2 separate regions of the Mus musculus genome follow, and region 1 is linked to region 2. A link is a contact called in public HiChIP or PLAC-seq data. All regions are on one chromosome and are shown on one strand. The core of a region is the stretch at or near the end of the contact, and the rest is flanking DNA. Distances in the headings are between cores, read along the strand shown.

Region 1 (2,700 bases), core at 124-2,623, 150 kb after region 2:
AGACTTACCAAATCCATGGCAGCAAGACTGTGACCTGTCTGTCTTTATTTTTCTCTTCAAACCTAGTCAACATGGGGATATGGCGTTCTCTCCTGCAGAGCAGAACAAATTTTCTAAATTTCTAGTGACACAAGACACGAGATGATGGAAAATGAATAGACATATTACAAGCTTTAGATTTTTTGATCCAATTCAAATGAGAATTTTGTAGTTTATGAGTTTAACAGTGGTCAGTAAAGTATCTCCAAGTCGCCTCATGGCATCTATTGTCCTCTTCTAGAAGTTGGGGACAGTACACTTTGTCTGGGTAATTTGATGACAAAAAAGAATGTGTCGAATGGATTTATGTGTCATGGTACAGTGCTTTTCCCCTTGAATTGTTTTTCTCTCTCAATAATCTTGTAAGGAAGATGTGTTTTCTGTTTATCAGGTAGATAGGAGCCTGAGCTTGGGCTACGGTTCAGTGACTTGTCCAGGATTACAGTGAGGACACACAGAGAGGACTGAAAAGGGCCTTGCAGAGGGTGACATGCTGTGGGCTTAGACAAGGCACAGGAGCAAACACGCAGCAACCGAGGCAGTCTCTTCTGTTGTCATTATTCTGAAAATCTTGGGTCTTAGTTTTTATGCCTAATAGGTATTCCTCAAAGGATCCAAGCTCAGATTAGGACAGGAGAGGCAGCTCAAGGATCAGCATTTAAAGAAATAATTAACCTTAATAATATTTTCCAGGCTTCCTTTCATTTGGATTTCCAAGTTCTAACTCTTTCTGTGGTTAATCATACTATCAAGATTTATGACCTCAAAAATTTTAAAGTCCATTTATTAGGCAGTAAAATATTTCGAGGAATTAGTGGACTATATTAATTTTTCTTTTGCAGCAAAGTCCTCTGCCTTTAGGACTGAGCACTTGAGTCAGTGGTAGGTACCACCACACACAGTTTATTTTAAACTTTTGCATAAAACCTGTATTCACTATAAGTCAAAAACCCTGCAATCAAAGTTGATCAGTGGTTCATTGTCTCAAAATCCAGGAGAAATGTGTCCAGAGTTCAAGGAGAGCATTCCTCTGGGTTTGGGATGTTTCAGAGCACAGATTGAAAATAAAGGCAGATGTTGGAGTTCAGCTCTCTGACACAGTGCTCACAGCAGAGCTCCACATAGGTCAAGCAAGTCTCTGCAGGGGTCTAGAACCCACAAGGAAGAATTGGAAGAAGCTGTCAGCAGAGCCAGATGTTTGGCAACCTGGGGTGGGGCTGGGGGAGGGGCAGCATTTTGCTTAGCTTGTGTCAGTGGTTAGAAATTTGCAACCTGATTCAACAGGGTGGGAGGAACTAAAGTTGACAGGCAAAATCCCCACAGGGTGGAGAAGTGAGCAGTTCTTTGGCTAGCTGGGGACAAAGAAAGATCCAGCATCCTCTGAGAAGGTACTGAAGACTACTGTCTGGATCTGAGCAGGTAAGCAGAGAAGAGGTCTGGCTCTGAAGATAAACAGACATTCGCTTCTCCTGTACTTTTCCAAATGGAACTTCTCTCTACTAATAGGGTACAGTCCTTTGGGGATTTCTTTTTCTGTTTTTTTCTTACTGTATAAATGATCTTCATAAACAAACCCGGCATGACCTCCCTTAAAGCCTGTGCCTCGAAACCCAGGCTAGAGAGAACGAACGGATGAGGTTGCAGTCCCAGCAGGTTAGCCAGCCCTCACTGCGGGTTTAAACGGTCAGGAGAACAAGCCCAGGTAAAGAAAAGCCGTGTTTAAAGGAGCTTTCTGATTTCTGGTTTTGTATGTTTGTGTGTCACATTAACATTTAGAGAAGTGAAAGTGGATTTTCTTGAGGGGGACTTTCTTCCCCTTTTATTTTCTAGAGCATTTGGCCTAAGAATAGATTTTTTTTCCTGTATTTGCTAGACAGTTTTTTTTTCTTCCCAGCGTTAGGAATGTGGGAACAAACTCCAGGATCTATTGCTCAGCTAGGCTGGTTGTACTGTGATGTCACATAATTCTCAGCGAGAGTCCTACAGAAGCAGGCTTTGTTGCAGGTGTATATCAACTTTTTACTTCCCCCAGTGAAGTATGAATGTATCTTTACTAGCTTCTAAACTTTGACCTTGGTATCCAATTTCCTCACTTCAGGGTGGGAATGACCCTTTGCTGTGCAAAGATTAGCTACTGAGGACTGGGTTACTGATTGACCTGGTTGACCTTAGACCGGCAGGGTCAGGAGGAGATCTTTAATTTGTTATTCTTTCATTACAACTGATCAGATTTTGGTAAGTGCAATCTTTTACCTGGGAAAATGCAGCTAATAAATAAAACCACGAAGACGGAATTTTCAAAATTTCAAGCCTCAGTATAATTCGAGGACAAAAATCAATTTCCATCAACAAACACTAATCTTTAAAACTATTATGGGCATGCCTCGTGAGTGTGACTTGATGCTGTAGTCTTCTTTAAAAAGTTAAATTGAGCTTTATTTTATATAACAATGGCCGAAGAGTGTTCAGGTGACCTGCACGCCAGCACATGACATGTTCGTTTACCCTTGTAAAATTATACCATGCTAAATACATGAGATATGACATTTGACAGTTATTATAAACTAGGAGTTAATGTCTTTATTTTCAAACGGATCATGTCAATTTACTTGCAAATGATAAGCCTAAACAAGGCGTAAAATGATGTTTTGAAGTATTAAT
Region 2 (2,700 bases), core at 155-2,654:
GTGTGTGTTTTGTGAACTAAACACACTTCTATGCACTCCACCTCCACCCCAAGAGTTCAGCAGTATCAAACAGTCACATTGTTGGTAAATAAATCTCACATGATAGCTGTAACAAGTAAGCACAGATACCAAATTCAGAGTAAACAGAGTATAGTAATCTATGATTCACTATAGTAGAACCAAAGGAGAGGTTTACTACTTCAAGGGCATGACACTTACCCCAGATGAGAACACTGTGTGAGGCCTTGGCTAGCATACTGTTCTCTGTCATCTCCAGATTTATTCATTTAGGCCTGCTCTGAACCCAGGAAGTGTTTGTTTACCAAATGGGATCTTTAATTGTCTTCTTTGTAGTTGGTTGCTTTACCAGTATCTCTACTCCTTTTCTGAATTTGATGTTAAAGATTTCAGCCACACAGTTAATAGGGCACTTATAGTCTAAACATAGTATATGTATAGTTAACATTTTCAACTTGGACTAGTGTTAGGTTTTTGAGCTGTTTATTTAGCAAACTAAAATTTTCAAACTTGGTATGACTCACAAAGATAAGATATTGAGCCCACAGTTTCTCTAAACTAACTCTGGAGAGTTGGATCTTTCCTCTCAAGGTGACCCAGGAACTCATGGGTGTGGATACAGATGTTCATTATTCTGGCATATGAGTGTCAAATACCCAAATGGCACAGACTCCATCGCACACAATTAAATATCAGAAAATAAGCACAAGGGAAAATAATGATGGCATCACAAAGAAATGAGGCACTGCTTAGCTGAGACTACTTGAAGGACAGACTTCCTAAGCAAGAACTACAGTAGCCAGGAGGAAGTGGCACCACACTTTACATGGGCCACCATACCTGAAGAAAAGACTCTTAGGGAACAAGAAATTTTCGGATAAAAGGAAACTAAAAGAATTGCTCACTAACAAACCTACCAGCAAGGAATGACAACAGAGCACCGGTACTAAGATGCCAGAACACACTCCAAGAATGGAGTCCTATGAGAAGGGTTCTGAGTGCTTGTGAGAAAACTCCAGGGAACAAAGATAAGAGTCTTGTGACCTCAGCTTCTTGAAAGCATACTTCTTGGAATGTGCTTTTATGCCCCTCCCAGGCGTAGCAGATAGGAGTAAGTTTACTTCGGATTATTCATTAAACTGGCTATGGATATTTGTTTATAGGCCTTTATAGAAAAACATTGTTTTGCCATGTGCAGCTCATCTGCCGTTTGAAACTAGTCCTTATGCATGTACAATGTACTGATGTGACTTTTCTTAACTCTGAGTAAAAATTTTCTAATTCTAAGAATAAAGTTGATACTCCAAGAATGGAGTCCTATGAGAAGAGTCCTGAGTGCTTGTGAGAAAACTCTAGGGAACAAAGACAAGAGTCTTGTGACCTCAGCTTCTTGAAAACATACTTCTTGGAATGTGCTTTTATGCCCCTCCCAGGTGTAACAGATAGGAGTAAGTTAAGGCTTTAGTCTGCCTCATTTATCAGCTCCATTCTCCCAGGTCTCACTGCCTCTAGAACAGTAAATGCTTATAGTTCAGAGAAGAAGGACCTTTGAACAAGGGTGACTCTCCATGGCCTGAATGCAGGTTCAAATCTGTTGCTGTTTATTTATAGGGTGGCTTAACTCCACCTTTCGCTGTATATACATCCCATTTTTGCTGGAGATATAGTTCCATGGTGGCGTTCTTGCCTGGCATGCGTGAGGCACTGAGTACAGTGCTACAACTAAATGAAAAAAATAATAAAAATAAAGTATAATCAAAGTATTCTAGAATGTATAAAAATGAAGATGAATGCAATAGACTATGCTTCCTTTCATGACTCTGAAAACTCATTTTACAACTGAAAGAAAAATTATATCGCCATCTGATGTGGTGCAATAATACCTGAGGCTATTATATTATAAAATTGAAGCAGTTAAAAGACTGTAAATGGAAGCAAGCCTTCAACACTTCACTTGAAGTGGTAAAGCATGGATACCAAAAGCTGCAGTAAGTTACAGGTATATGCTTTAAAACCTTCAGTTATTATGATAGCTGAGCACAACTCAGAAACACTACAAGTCAAAATGAGCTCTTCTGGAAGTGCAGAAGTATACCAATTATGTGGGATTGATGGAAGTATACTAAAATGTCTCCCCCACCGGCAGCAGATACTGGGTATCCAGCAACAAGCTGACTGCAGGCTTAGTGGAGTATTGATGAGGCCAGATGTAAATTGGAAGGAATTTGACGAATTCACCAGGAAGATTTTGGAGTGACATGTAGTCACAGTAAAATCAATTGTGAAAAAAAATCAAAAACATAAACACACACACACACACATTCACACACAAAAGTGGAAATGCAAACAAAGGTCAGCCCAAGCTCAAAGCAAGCAATAAGGCAGCCACCCTTTTGCTGCTATGGTCTGCCAATCATGTGGTACACAGGAACAAAAGAATCCGATTCATGTGAAGTACAGAAACCAGGAAGCAATGTATGAAAGACACATGAAACCAGTTACTGGGTTCTATACTTGCAAATAACTTTTCCTAAGCCATGCCCTTTAATATTCTCAGAAGCTCTGTGACAAAACGATTTTGTAAATGATATACCAGAGACAGTGAACTTGAAGTGATGGATAAAATAATATAGGGAAATAAGAGCAAGGTATCATATGCCTGCGGTCAGACTTCAGACATCT

What was found. HiChIP or PLAC-seq counts read pairs in DNA pulled down with a chosen protein or histone mark.
Region 1: a contact with region 2 is called in an H3K4me3 HiChIP or PLAC-seq map of the 230-238 cell line, with 25 read pairs. The contact joins the promoter of Kynu here to the enhancer-like site in region 2. A contact is called at or near these places in 3 of 39 promoter capture datasets (embryonic stem cells and liver), 1 of 484 Hi-C or Micro-C datasets (liver) and 2 of 115 datasets of contacts at active chromatin or transcription factors (the 230-238 cell line and bone marrow-derived macrophages).

The regions. Positions count from the first base shown.
Region 1 is chr2:43,553,952-43,556,651 of GRCm38.p6, forward strand. It overlaps Kynu (kynureninase), which reads left to right and starts at 1,374. Exons shown (of 14, transcript NM_027552.2): 1 at 1,374-1,458.
Region 2 is chr2:43,403,312-43,406,011 of GRCm38.p6, forward strand. No RefSeq gene overlaps it. Among named protein-coding and RNA genes, the nearest start is that of Kynu, 150 kb to the right of the region's middle. Within about 2 kb of position 1,405, at least 4 of the 459 cell types and tissues checked have an H3K27ac peak or open chromatin away from gene starts, as enhancers often do. A contact at or near this core is called in the 230-238 cell line, where this site is marked.